Linked DNA regions of Sus scrofa: region 1 is linked to region 2. A link is a contact called in public Hi-C data. All regions are on one chromosome and are shown on one strand. The core of a region is the stretch at or near the end of the contact, and the rest is flanking DNA. Distances in the headings are between cores, read along the strand shown. Region 1 overlaps NCOR2 (nuclear receptor corepressor 2). Region 2 has its middle 100 kb from the start of NCOR2.

What was found. Hi-C and Micro-C count contacts between places; a contact is called where the count stands out from the background.
Region 1: a contact with region 2 is called in a Hi-C map of liver, with 1.8 times the contacts expected there. The contact joins two enhancer-like sites. A contact is called at or near these places in 1 of 47 Hi-C or Micro-C datasets (liver) and 1 of 2 datasets of contacts at active chromatin or transcription factors (alveolar macrophages).

What each region holds. Positions count from the first base shown.
Region 1 is chr14:28,784,206-28,791,635 of Sscrofa11.1, reverse strand. NCOR2 (nuclear receptor corepressor 2) reads right to left here. Exons shown (of 49, transcript NM_001044576.1): 25 at 2,801-2,965; 26 at 1,441-1,580; 27 at 465-567; 28 at 160-264. Among named protein-coding and RNA genes, the nearest start is that of RFLNA, 53 kb to the left of the region's middle. Within about 2 kb of position 4,840, at least 34 of the 83 cell types and tissues checked have an H3K27ac peak or open chromatin away from gene starts, as enhancers often do. A contact at or near this core is called in liver, where this site is marked.
Region 2 is chr14:28,538,814-28,546,177 of Sscrofa11.1, reverse strand. No RefSeq gene overlaps it. Among named protein-coding and RNA genes, the nearest start is that of NCOR2, 100 kb to the left of the region's middle. Within about 2 kb of position 4,332, at least 16 of the 83 cell types and tissues checked have an H3K27ac peak or open chromatin away from gene starts, as enhancers often do. A contact at or near this core is called in liver, where this site is marked.

The DNA of each region.
Region 1 (7,430 bases), core at 3,591-6,090, 240 kb before region 2:
ATCGGGAAGGGGGGGGCTGCTGGACCCTCTGGGAGCTGATGCTTCTCAGCAGGTTTTGGATGAAGGGCCCTATTCCTGCCTCCCCTCAGACCTAGGGATGGAAGGGCGCCAGGGACAAGGGCAGCCTCCCAGCCTCACACCCAGCTCCCACACCCTCACCTCTCAGCACAGATGTCTCCTGGGCTGTGGGTACCCCCAGGCTCTCTGGTGGCCCAGCCTGGCCCCGTGGGGAGAGCTGCTCCTGCTTCACTCCGCTGAAGGGCGCTGGGGACAGGTGAGCACATTGAGCTGAACCACTGGGCAGTGCCTCCGAAGGGTGGTCCCCTCCCCAGGGGTGGAGGCCCTGCCACCGTGCTCTGGCCAGAGTCCCGCAGGCCAGGCTGCCTTCACTTACACTGCCACCCCCAACGTGAACAGCAGGAGCCAGGCCTGGGCCACTGAGGTTGGGGGCTCCAGATCCTTACCCAGCTTCTTGGGGTCCATGGCGAGAGGCAGCCCCATGGTGATGGGGCCCACAGGGGCCTTGGCGTGCTCTGAGTACGGAACATGGAGCTGCACCGACATTCCCTGTGGGGCAGAGGTCGTGGGGTCACAGAGATTTCCACCAGGGCATTCCGTCACCCGCACTCATGAGGGTCCAAGGAGAGGGACACCTCAGAATCTCACAGGGGCCTGGGCTCAAGTCCCAGCCCTGCTGCCCCGAGCAATTGTGGACAAGTCTCTTCTGAGCCTCGGAGCCCTCACCTATGAGGTGGCTGCAGTGACCTGGTTTAAAGGAAATAGTGCCTGGAAGAGTCTGGCCAAGTGGATGCCTCCCACCCCACCCTGTGCCTGTGCCACAGGGGGCAGGTCAGAGAGGCGAAAGGGCACACTGAGGCTCACCATGAGCCGTGCTGGGTGTCTAGTGCATTCAATCTTCCCTTTTGTTTTTCTTTTTTTTTTTTTTGGCTTTTTAGGGCTGCACTTGTGACATACGGAAGTTCCCAGGCTAGTGGTCCAACTAGCTCACAGCTGCCAGTGTGCACCACAACCACAGCAATACGGGATCCTTAACCCACTGAGGGGAGCTAGGAATCGAACTCGCATCCTAATAGACATCAGTTGGGTTCCTTTCCGCTGAACCACAATGGGAACTCCTCAATCTTGTGTTTCACAGACGGGAAACCAAGGCACAAAGAGGTTCAGTAACTTGCCAAAGGCCACCCAGTCCAGCTGCAGAGCCTAGGTTCTCAACTGCCCCACAGAGTGACCTCGCAGGGTCCTGATGCCTGGGGCAGCCTGTAGCTGGCTTGGACCCAGCCCCTTGGGTGCCCCGCCCCCATCCACACACCAGTGGTTGCAGTGGCTCCCCCACTTTACAGGTGGAACGACCAAACCCCTGAAAGAGAAAGGAGCTGCTCTCTGGGCACTGGGTCTGGGGGGCTGCCCCTCCCGCCTCACCTGGGAGATGGCACCCATTTGCCTCTCGAGGACGCTGGGGTGCTTGGCGGATGAGATGAGGGGTGGTGGGTTGGAGATGGTGGGTGGGCGAGGCAGGACGGGCCGAGCGCTGTCATGGAGGCCCAGGGGCAGTGGGTGACCTGCAGGGCACACGTCTGTCCATCACAGGGCCCCAGCAGCAGTCAGAGACAGAGCCCCTGGCCACTCCCCACCTCCTCTCTGTTCTGCTCAGGCGGTGCCCAGCCACAGGGGCCCACCACAGCTCCTCCCGTCTCTCCCCTCAAGAGCCATCCGCAGTCTTGCTTCAGACACCACTAAACCCGGGAAACCTCCCTGACCCACACCACCTCCCAGGATCACCCCACCTCCCTGGCCCTAGCCCAAGCCCCTAAACTCTCCCCCAGACTCCTCAACTGGTTTTCCCATTCCCCCCTTTCCCTCCCAAAGTCCATTCCACCCACAGGAACCAAAGGGATTTTTTTTCTTGCACCCCTAGCACGTGGAAGTTCCTGGGCCAGGTACTGAACCCTCACCACAGCAACGACCCAAGCTGCTGCAGTGACAATGCCAGATCCTTAATCTGCTGTGCCACCAGGGAACTGCCAAAGAGATCTTTCTGTGAAGTCTAGCTGTTCATGCGCTCCCCTGCCGTGAACTTCATTGGCTCCCCACTGCCTCTAGGATAAAGTCTTGGCCTCTGACACAGCCTTCAGGCTCACTTGACCTGTTGCCAGTGGTCTCCACAGGCTCACTGGGCGCTAAGCTTCCACCATGGCAGCCTGATTTAGTTTAGCCTGCTCTTTCCTGCCTCCGGACCTTTGCACATGCTGTTCCTGCCGCAGGCATGCCTTTCCCTGTTCTTCTCCTGGCTCTTTCAGCCCATTCATCCTTCAGGAGCAGCTCTGCTTAGGATGGCCTTTGCTGACATCACAGACTCTAATCGGCCCCTGGCTCTGACCCCCGGATTGCTAATGGTACCTGGCGGAACTGGAGAACCAGAAAAGATCTCAAATCCAGCTTGACTGTGTTTGTAAATCAAAGCAGCCTCCTTCCTCCTCAAATTTTTCTCCACCTGCCCATTCTCCAGCTCAAGAAGGCAGAGCTCCACTCCAAGGCTGCCCCTCACCTGCTCAAGCACCTCTGATGGCTCCCTAGCACCAGATGCTTAGACCACAATCCCACAGATTTCTCAGATCTCCACGTTCCCCTTTCCCTTCACTGACCGGACCATCCCTCCTGCCAGGTCCCATGAGACCCTAAGATCCTTTGCATGCAGTTCCACCCAGTGCAAACAGTTGGTGCCCAATGATAGCACACTGGCTGACTCAGCGAGGAGGCCAGGCTTGGGTGAACTACTCACCAGGCGGGGCGTAGGAGAAGGCCAAGGGGTCAGGGGCATGCGGGGAGGCCTTGATCACCTCGCGAGGGGGCACGGGGAAGGGCAGGCCTGATGTCCAGCATGAGGGATCCGTGGGCAGCTTCTGGCCCTCCGCCACAAAGGCCGGGAAGAACACGGGCTTCTCTGCTGAGGGGTGAAGGAGGGCAGTCAGCCACACTGGGCCAGCCCTCAGACCCCCGCCCCAGCTATGCTGCTCAAACGAGACCTGCCCTGTGCCTGCAGCGCCAGCCTTGGCTGGGGGAGGGTCCCGGCCAACAGCGACAGGGGGCCTGTGATGGAACCCCCAGGTCTGCAGGCCAGGCACTGTGATGACTCCCATGATGTCCTGCCAAGCACATGTGCCCCGGGGGTTCTCAGCAGCCCGATGCCAGCCCTGGAAATCCCACAGGCACTTCCCAGGTACCGGGGGAGCAGGGGCTTGGACGAGCCTCCAAACCAGGGGGTGGCAGATGGCGGCACAGGGCCCGCCCCCCCCCCCGATCTCGTCTGCACACTTGTACTGGAATGCGGTCACGTCCACCCGTTTATTTATTATCTACAGCAGAGCTGAGTCGTTGCGACAGAGACCGTCTGGCCTGCAAAGCCTGAAATATTTACTATCTAGCCCTTTCCGGAAGAGGCTTGCTGACCTCTCCCTTGATGAAGGCGGTCAGAACGGCTTGCCGAGATCCTCGGACGTGTGCTCTGTCAGGCGTGGCTAAGGGCCCAGACGCCCGGGGTGACAGCATGCATACATCAGCCTGTTTGCTGAGCGCGTACCACGTCCAGGCGCTGGGCTGAGCCCTACAAAAGCATGAACTCAAGAAGCCTCCTCACAGGCTCAGAAGGAAGAGGGTGCCCAGGCCCAGCACGTGGAGAGCAAGCTGCATACAGACACATCAATAGACAAATCTACAGTCCCCAGCAGATAGTTGGCCCAGTCAGGATGTGACCCCTTAGCCTCCCCGCCACTGCAGCTGCAGATAACATGACAGCAGCGGAGGCTGACGCTCCCTGGGGGTGTCCTTGGGAGGCTCCAACGAAGTGCTCTGCGTGAACTGACTCGTTCATCCTCGCGACACCCTACAGGGAATGGACGATTATTATCCCCATTTTGCTGACGGGAACACAGAGGCTCAGAGAGGCCAAGTCACCAGGTCAGAGGCCCACAGCCAACAAGAGGGAACTCTGAATGCAGGGAGCTGGGCCACAGGCAGTGACCTTACCCTTCACCACGCACGCTGACCACAGGAAGAGGAGCAACCATAGGCCCTGGATTCTCAGGCCTGGGGACAGCTCCCAGACACGACCAAAGGCCACACCGCCTTCACAGCGTTCTCCCGCTGGCCTCTCTCTGCTGAAATCCATCCTAAGCGCTGAACTTCTAGCTTGAGAACTGGTGTTGGGCTGGAGGACCAACCCCGGGGGACTAACTGGCTGATGATGACTTGGCAACATCAGGCCTGGGATGGGAATGGCAGGCAAGGGTCCTCCCTCGGGCCACCTCCAGATGACAGAAGGAGGCTCTGAAGGCCCGTCAAGGGGAGGCGAGAGTGTCAGCATCGGTGAGTGGAGCCCACTGTGCCGGCAGGTGGGGCAGAGGCACATCCTCTGTTTCTCTCCTGGGCAGAGGGGAGACTGAACTTCCCCCTGAGTCTGTGCCTGGTGAAGGAGGTGGCCCAAGGAAAGGGTCACAGCTGCGGGGAGCAGTGGGGTGGGGATTCTCATGCTCAGCCAGCCCCTAAAGGAGGCACCCGGAAATTCCACAAATGCCCTGGACCTCCCCTGTCCAGCTACCCGACCCTGTGCGAGCCTGGGCCGCTGGCTCCAGCTCGGCTCCGGCTGCAGTGGGCGGGGACAGAAGCCAGGGTGAACCGGGGTGGGGGGGGGCCCTCCGGTGTTGGAAGGGAACCTTGGGGTCGGGCCAGGCTGGGCAGGAGGCCCAGAGCCTGGAGAGACAACCTGTTCCTCCAGCTGGGCCCAGGGAGCCCCAGGGATGGGCTGGGCGGAGCTGCTCCACGTGGGAGCCAGGAGGCGGGGAGGCTCTGGAGAGACCAGAGAGGTAGTGCTGGGTGTCAGGTTCACGCATGTGCCTAAGGTGCTGAACTGTGAGCCAGGCTACGGTGCCCGGTGCCAGGTGTACCGTCTCCTGAGCAGAGGGCAATTCCAGGAAAACAGCGTGGCCCTCCGCTGTGCCAACGGGCCAGGGGCCAGACTCAGAAACCACAGCAGTGGCTCACTTTCTCCCAGGACAGGGCCTGTGACCTGTCCCAGCAGGCCCTGCCTGGCCCCATGTGGTGCCCTGCCACCCAAGTGTGGCCCAGCCCAGCTTGGATCTGGCGCCCGCCAAAGCTGTTTGGGCCCCTGACATTGCTAGGCAGCTACCGCCCTGGGCTGGCGCCCCGGCCCTGGAATGTCCTTCCAGAGCCAGACCCCATGTCTCACACAACAGTCTTGCCCAGAGAACCCGCCCCAACTGTGGGGAGTCCCCATCCCAGCGTGGGTGGCCGGCAGGGTCCCAGGAGAAGGAAGACATCCTGCTTTCAACCCCACACTTGGGTTCATCGGCAGGTCCTTTTGCTCCTGAAACAGAACCTCTGTGCCCTCCTTCCATCCAGTGTGGCTGTGACCAGCGCTGGCCTCCTCCGTCTGCCCCCACTCCCCGTGGCCCCAGTCCTCAACAATGGCCAGAGAGCTTTCTAAATTATAAATCAGACTGCCTGATACTCCCAACACACACACACACACACACAGACACACACACACACACACACACACACACACACACACACACACACACACACACACACACACACACCCTTAAAATCCCTTTGGCAAAGGCTCATTCTGCACCTGAGACAAAATCCCCACAGTGCCACCACCTCCCACCAGCCCTGCAAACACAACAAACTTATTCCCACCCTAGGGCTTTGCATGTGCTGTTCCTGTGCCTGGAATGCCCTTCCCCCAGACTGTCCCACAACTACCTTCTTTTTACAGAGACACTTCCCTGAGCCCCTCTTCACTCCCTCTGTCTTGTCGCTTTCTTTTCTTTTTTTAGCTTTTTAGGGCCGCACCCACGGCACATGGAGGTTCCCAGGTTAGGGGTTGAATCAGAGTTACAGCTGCCAGCCACAACCACAGCCACAGCAACACCAGATCTGAGCCGCATCTGTGACCTACACCACAGCTCATGGGAATGCTAGATCCTTAACCCACTGAATGAGATCAGGGATCAAACCCACAACCTCATGGTTCCTAGCAGGATTCATTTTTGCTGTGCCATGAGGGGAACTCCCGTCTTGTCTCTTTCGATGCATGAACTACTCTAAAGTCACCTGGCTTCCTGCCATGCTCCCTGGTCTAAGGGCCTCCTCATTCACAAAAACAGCAGCTCCTCCAAATGGGGACTTGATCCTATTCCCTGCTGACCCCCCCCGCTGCCTGGCACAGTGCTGAGCAATCTAGGTGTTCGAAGAACATCCTGCCCTGTGGCCATAAGCTGGTCCATATGGGTGGCATCCGGATTTCCTGCGGCAGGTGAAGGCGGCCATGGGGAGGCAGTTGAGGTGGGCTGATTAGCTGGGGAGTCACTTGCAGGAAGTGTGGAGCTGTCCTGCTTCAGGGACGGCCCTGCTCTTTGTCCTCAGACAGGCACATGGCCTCACCCTCAGGGAGGCCCATGGCCAAGGGCCAGCGTGGCTTTTTAGAGACAGCAGGACGCTGTTATACCCAAGGCTGGTGGGGGGTGGGGGTGGGGGCGCAGGTGGCCTTAGCCGCCCGAACCTGTCCCTGGGCTGCATTGATCACAGAGGGTCACCTGGGGTCCTGCTGCCCTCAGAGCCCTAGAGCAGCCTGCAGGAGCCTGGGCTAGCCCAGAGTGGGGGACCCTCTGTAGGGTCAGCCCCCAATGCCTGGGACAGGACAGGCTGATCTGGGACGAGTGCCCCTTTGGGACAGAGGCTTGAGATTTCTTGGGTCCAGTGGGGAGCGGGGCAAAGACAGAAGATCCAGAGAATAAGAAACCACGCCCCACCTGTCTCCTGACCTTGAGCTTCACGTGGTGACAATAAAGCACGCCCTGGGCAGTTGCTGCAACGCAGCTGCTGCAACACAGCTGCTTGGGGAATCACCCCACTGGCTCCCTAGTGAACCCAGGGACCTTGGCCTGGAATAAGGTCAGAGTGAAGGCTGGAGGGGGCAGCGCTTCCTGCCCAGATCACAGTTATTGCCAGCTGGCACTGAGCTTCATCTGTGGGTCTAGAAGCTCATGTGTGGACTGAATCACATGGAACCAGAGGCGGAGCCACAGACATGTTTTTGTCTATGCACAACACTTTTGAAAATTTTGAGAAGTTGCCAATATTGAGAAACTAGATTTCACATGGAAAGATTGATTTCTAGCTTCTCTGAAAGGACAACTGCGGGCCTGTATCACTACGTGGTAACACGGCTGAGGCCAATGTGTGCCTGTGTTTGAAAAAACCAGGAGTTCTCTAATTTGCCACAGTCCCCACCGTCCCCTACTGCCTCACTCCCACATGTTTTACTCATTTACTTGGCCTGCCCCAACACTGTAGGTATGGAGTTTGCAACAGCTGCTCTGCACACA
Region 2 (7,364 bases), core at 3,083-5,582:
CAGGGTGAAGCCCTGGATGAGGCCCTGCGTGCCCTCTTTCCCACCCTTGGGAGAAGCAGCCAGTGAGAAGGAAGGTGCCAGGCAGCTGGCCTTTCCCGAGAGGCGCAGAGCCTGCAGAGTCTGACTTGCAATGGCAGAATTAATCTGCCCTTGGGCTGTGCTGGCTCTGGTCCCAGCCTGGTGGTGACTGTCACTCTAGATAGAAGAGGGCGCCTCTTGCCATGGCAACGGGAACGTCACCGGAGATGTATTTGCACAAAAGGGGGGGGGTGTCAGGAAACACCCACACACTGGCAGCAGGAACATGGTGCTGTGGCCTCTATCCCTGCCCGGGGACAGGTGCTGGGAGGTGGCTGAGCTGCTCTGATGAGCTGCAGCCTCCCCCAGGCCCGGTGTCTGCCCTCCCAAGAACTGGGCTCTTCTCTGTTTCCTGGAGTGGAGAAGGAAGGAGAGACATGTTACCCAATACACTGATGCATCTGCTCTGTGCCAAGCGAAGGGCCGGCCACTTTCACGCCTCTCTGAATCATCGTGACCTTTGCACAGATGAGGAGATGGTGGCCAAGAGAGGCGAGCCTAAGACTCAGGAAGCCCCTTAGGGTGTGGCGCTATGTAGTGAGGCCTTGGAGGCAGAATAGGCTGGGTTCAAAATCCCTGCTTTTCCCACTCACCAGCTCTATTTCCTTGATGAAGTCATTGAGTGTCTGGGCCTCAATGTTCTCATCTGTAAAATGGGAGCAATGATAGTTTCCAGGATAACCACTGATTTTTTTTTTTTTTAAAGGGCTGGGGCCTGGGGCAGGGGCTGGGGCTTGTACTCATCTTTTTCTTCCTTTTTTTTTTTCACACTATACAATTCAGTGGTTTTAATATATTCGCACAGTTGTGCAACCTACACTACTATCTAATTCCAGAACATTTTTCATTAGCCCAAAAGGAAAGCCCACACCCTAGCAGTCACTCCCATTCCCCGCTGCCAGCACCTGACACCCTCCAGTGTGCTGTCTCTATGAATTTGCTGATTCGGGACATTTCCTATAAATGGAATCCTATGACATATGGCCTTTTGTATCTGGCTTCTCTCACTTAGCATGTTTTCAAGGTTCATTCATATTGTACCATAAGTATCAGAACTTCATGCCTTTTTTTTTTCTTTTTACAGCCAAATCTGTGGCATATGGAAGTTCCCAGGCCAGGGTTCAAATTGGAGCTATAGGTGAGGCCTACGCCACAGACATGGCAACACTGGATCCGAGCGGTATCTGTGACCTACACTGCACCTTGCAGCAGTATTGGATCCTTAATCCATTGAACAAGGCCAGTGACTGTGTTGGGTTCTGGGCCACAACAGGAACTCCTCACTTTTTTTTTTTTAAGGGCCGTACTCACGGCATATGGAGGTTTCCAGGCTAGGGGTCAAATCAGAGCTACGGCTGCCAGCCTACACTACAGCCACAGGATCGAGCCGCGTCTGTCACCTACACCACAGCTCATGGTAGCACCAGATCCTTAACCCACTGAGTGAGGCGAGGGATCAAACCTGCCACCTCATGGTTCCTAGTCGGATTCTTTTCCACTGCGCCACGACAGGAACTCCTCCTCATACATTTCATAGCTGAAAAATATTCCAACCTACAGATAGACCACAATTCGTCCATTCATCACTTGATGGACATTTGGGTTGTTTCCATCTTTCGGCTCTTGTAAATAAAGCTGCGATGAACGTTCATATATAAGTTTCTGTGTGGATGTATGTTTCCATTTCTCTTAGTATATACTTAGGAGTGAAATGACCCAATCACATGATAGGTGTAGGTTAAACTGCTTAAGAAACTGCTGAACTATTTTCCCAAATGGTTGTACCATTTTGCATCCTCACCAGCAATGGGTGAGAGTCCCAGTCTTTCCAAATCCTTGCTGGCACTTGGTCCACTGCTGTCATTTTATCAGTGAAGATGCTTTTGAAGATGCTGTAATTAACAAAACTGCCCGCACAATACTCATAATGGTCAAATAATGGAAGCCACCCAGGAGGCCAACAACGAATGGAGGGTTAAGCAAAATGTGGTACATACATACAACAGGATACTATTCAGCCTTAAAAAGTCTCTTTTCCCACAGTGGATACCACATGCCCAATAGGCTGGGAGATGTATTTGCACAAAAGGGGGGGGGTGTCAGGAAACACCCACACACTGGCCCCTGAAGGCTCTTGGTGCTGTCCTTGTACATATGAGCTTAAAACGAAAGCTAGAAAAATATTAAGGCATTGAAATAATCAAATCAGTAATTTTTTTGAAATAACGTAACCAACTGGCATGACCATCAACCTAAGTTCTGATGATATGGAATCCAAACAAATAAAATGCCCAAACGTTGGGGTTTTTTTTTCCTCCCCTATTGAACCAAAAAAAAAAAAAAGAAGAAGAAGGAAAGAAATTCCAGCTCAGACTTACAATATGCATGAGCATGAGGACATTATGCTAAATGAAATCAGCAAGGCACAAAAGGACAAATACTGCATTATTCCACTTCTGCAAGGTACCCAGAGGAGTCAAATTCACAGCGACAGAAAGAAGAAGGGTGGGTGCCAGAGACTGAAGCGGGCAATGGAAAGTTAGTGTTTAATGGGGATAGAGTTTCAGTGTGGGAAGATGAAAAGTTCTAGAGTTGGATGGTAATGATGTTTGCACAACAGTGGGAATGTTCACGGTGCCACTGAACTGTACTCTTACAGATTGTTAAAATTGTGCATTTTATGTTATGTCTATTTTATCGCAAATTTTTAAAAAATGCAACATCTTTTATACTTTGTCCTTGAGTGAGCTTTTTTTTTTTTTAAATTTCAAGTCTCTCAATCTACCATGTGGCAGGAACTAAATTCTGCCCCTCTGGGCCTGGGGATGTCCAGGGGAGAGCCTGTGACCCATTTCTGGCCTTTGAGAGACAAGAGGAAGTCTGCTGATGGCTCTTGAGGAAGAGAGAGCTCACTATAAAATGAGAAAAATACAGGAAGAGAGGCTTGTTCCATTTCGCCCACTCTCCTTCCTGCCTTTGGATGTCATTGTGTGAGGAAGTGATGTCTGAAGCTGTGGCAGTCACCTTGTCACAATGAGGAGACAGCCAAGACAATTTCGGAGGTGTCAACCATCCATTATGATATTGAGGAACTGGTTTTCTTTTTTTCTATCTTGGCTGCACCTGCCACATATGCAAGTTCCCAGGCCAGAAACTGAATCTGAGCCAGAGCTGTGACCTAGCCACAGCTGTAGCACTGCCGGATCCTTAACCCACGGCACCGGGCCAGGGATCGAACCAGCACCACCACAGAGACAAGTCGGATCATAAACAAACTGTGCCACAACAGGAACTCCATATACTGAGGAACTATTGAACCCACCTGATGTCCTCCTAAATAGACAACATATGGCCTTATGATTTAAGTCACTCTTAGTCCAATTTTGTTACTTACAGCCAAGTGCATTCCTAATGAATTCAATATATTCTACCTTCTATGGATTTAGGGTTTGAGACAAGAGACTGTGAGTTCATCACATCTGGGCTTGTGTCCCAGCTGGCTGTGTGACCACAGGGACATTGGTCCACTTGCTGGGCCCCCAGTTTGCCAACAGCCAACTGGAGACAATAGAGCTATGCATTCTGTAAGGTAGATGCTGTGACATTAGTGCATCACAGGATGTCAACATGTGCCTGGGACACAGTAGAGAATTATTCAGCGATTCCTTTTTACCCTGAGAACAAAAAATAATGGCAGTTCAGGACTCTGGACAAGAATGGCTGTGCCCTACCACAGTCTTGCAGCCGTGGCATCTTTCCTGGTTGCCCGAACTGCAGAAGCTGCAGAGGCCTTGAGCCGCTGGCTGGGGAAAGGTCATTGATGGTGTTGATTGGGGGTTTTACTTTCCCTTCTCCTTTAACAAAAGCGCTGAGCATTTACTTAGAGCAGGCTCATAAATTCCCAGCCATTTCGCAGCCTTCCAACTGGAAAGGAATCAAGCGTTCCTCTTTGCTGAGTTCAAGGTTGGCCCCCCTGTTGCACCGGCACTCAGGATCCCCTGGAATGAACTGAGTCGTTGCAGGAAAGTGGTGGCTGGAAGGAGCAGCACTGCCCCTCCCAGGAGGGACAAGAGAATCTGGGTGTCAGGCAAGATCGCCCCATTACCCTGAGGAGTTTGAGAGCCGACATGTAAGAGAAACTTGCAAGAGGCCACAAGGCAAGGGTGGGGTGTTTTCATGCCCCCTAAGGGAGGGAATGGTTGCAGCTTGGACCTCATCACCAAAGCTGAGTTAATCTTCCAACTATCCAGAAACTGGCTTAACAATCTTCCCCTCATTCCCCAGATGCCTGGCCTGAGGCTGTTATAGACTGACTCTGTCCCCTCCAAATTCTTATGTTGAAACCTGACCCCTATGTGCTGATATTAGGAGATAGGGCTTTGGGAGGTGCTTAGGTCATGAAGGTGGAGCCCTCCTGTATGGGATTAGTGTCCTTAATAAAGAGGCCCCAGAGAGCTCCCTTGACCCCTCCACCACTGAGGACACAGACAAGACAGCCATGCATGAACCAGACACAGACTCTGCCAGCACCTTGGTCCCAAGGTCCAGCCTCCAGAACTGAGAAATCATTGTTTGCCATTGAAGCTGCCCAGTCAATGCTATGTTGTTATAGCGACCTGAGCAGAGATAGGCCCAGCAAGATTTTAGGGTGATTCCGGAGGCAATGGTACCCCGCCCCCTCACAGAGGTGGAAGGTCCAGATGACCAGCTGTGGTGGACCTGCCACAGGTCAATGCCCTCAAGATGATGAAGAGCCCTGGCAGTGAGCATTGTGACAACCCCACTTGGCTAAACCCCACGTCCTTCAGGTTCTTTCACCTTTGCCCCTGCCTCAGCCATTCTGGGCCGGGCCACCTCCTCTGGGGGGTTCTTAGACCAGCAGCTGCTGCTACCTCCATCCTTGAGGATGAAAAATGTTCCTGTCATCAGGAATGCAGACTCACTGCCTCTTGTTTGAAAACTAAAGGCTAGGAATTCCCTGAGGGCCTATGGGTTAGGGATCTGTCATTGTCACTGCTAAGGCATGGGTTCGATCCCTGGCCTGGGAACTTCTACGTGCCACCTGTGTGGCCAAAAACCAAACCAAACCAAAAAAAAAAGGGCATAACATCAAAAAGAATAAAATACTTAGGAACAAAGTTAACCAAATGGATGAAAAAAATGTGAATGCTGAAAACGATAAGATATTAGCAAAAGAAATTGAAGAAGACACAAATAAAGGGAAAGATATCCCTTGTTCATGAACTGGAAGAATTAATATTGTTAAAATGTCCACACTTCCCAAGGTCACCTATAGCTTCAAATGCAATCTTTATCAAAATGTGAAATACGCATGTCTATATCCAGTGGAATGTAATATATATAATGTAATATTATATATTATCCATTACATTTATATTATGTATTCCATTATATATTATATACAGGGTATTCTATTATACACATAAATTTCATTTTATTTCATATGTAGTGGACTATTATTTGGCCATAAAAGAGAGTGAAATCCTCCTTTTTATGACAGCAGGGGTACATCTAAAGGACAGTATGCTAAATGAGATAAAAGAGAAAGACAAATATTGTATACTCTCACATATAAAATCTAAAAAAAATAAATTCACAGAAATAGAGAATAGAGTGGTAGTTTCTAAGGATTGCAGGGGGTGAAAATTGGGAGATGATTAAAAGGTACCAACTTTCAGTTACAAAATAAATAAGTTCTGGCCATCTTTTTAAAAAAGACAAATCCTAATGCAACATGAGGAAAAACTAGGATACAAGAAATCTTGGGGCGGCCACAGAGCATGGGGAGGTGTGAAGGAAGGTGGAGACACTGAGCGAAGGGCTTTAGGCTGAACTGGGAGGCAGCAGAGTGCTATAGGGTGGGGCTGGGGAGAGAGCTCTGTGTCTGGCCTGGACCCTCGGCTCCAGCCACACAGACCTCCTTATACAGGGCCTCTGCACCTGCATTCTCTTGCCTGGAACATTTGCTTCCCCAGAACTTGGCACAGCTTGGATCAAAGAGCACCTCCAAAAGGGGTCCCCAGTGGCCTCTCCAGAGTAGCCACATCCCATGGGTCTCTCCCACATCATCTCCTTTTATGGAGTTCTCTCTTCCCACTGCCCAGAATTCCAGAGTTACCTTGTTTATTTATGCTCTGTCTCCTGCTGCAGCCCTAACTAGGACTGAAGGACACTAGGATGAAAGAATGGATAAATAAGTGGATGGATGAATGGATGGATGGATGAGTGATAGAGCTCAGTTTGAGGGGGCCATTAATCATAGGGACCTGCACAGTGACGCCTTGAGCCTGCAGGGTGCTTGCTCCCCTGCAGCTCCTCCTGCCAGCCTCTGCCACCCTCAAGGCTGGGGACAGCTCGATGATAGCCCTGCCCCCACCTCCCCAACTCCATTCTCCCCCAGGGGTGTGTGGAAGAGAAGCTTTGAAGCTGCCGTTCCCTGGTTCCCTGCCGGGAGCTACCCGATGACGTGTCTGCAGGAGCAGGAGGCTAGTTGGGGGGGAGGGGCTGTAAGGCAGCCAAACTCTTGGTTTCTTGCTGGAGAACCCTGCAGGGAAGCAGCTTTTTTCTTTCTTTTTTTTTTTTTTTTTTTTTTTTTTTTTCCTCCAGAATGCCAAGTGCAGCTTCTTGTCTGAGGCTTGGGGGCCCATGCACAATGAGGCGAGGCCTCAGGGCTGTTCCTGACCTGTAATCAGACCCCTCTCCTGGCAGGCTGGCGGACTCTGCTGAGAACAGCCTAGAGAGGAAACTTCAGAGCCTGAGGGATGAGACAGAAATTTCCAAGCAGCCAGCAGACAGGTGGCCATGGGAAACACCCAGGCCTGGAGGAGAGATCCCTCAGGAGTGGGTCCAGGCCCTCAGGGACAGAGGGCATTTTTCAGAGCTGGTCACCGCAACATCCCCCATCCCTCGTGGTCCTCTTACCCTCGGACCCTGACTCTCCTCCCACCTGAGGGGGAGCTTTTCATCACCTCCCTCTTGAAGCATGTTTGTGACTCACTCATAACCAACAGCATGTGGTGGAAGAGATGCTGGGTGGCCAAAGTCTCAGGCAGGGGCGCAGGTACATTCATGCATTTATGCAACCCTCTGCCCTGGCATGGGGCTGTGGCTCAGCAATCTCAGTGCTCTCCCATCTCCCTCTGCTCCACCCAGCCACCAGGTCAGGCCCTTCCCCATTTTTTTTTTCACGGCTGCACCCGCAGCATATAGTTACCATATAGTTCCCAGGCTAAGAGTCAAATCGGAGCTGCAGTCGCCGGTCTACG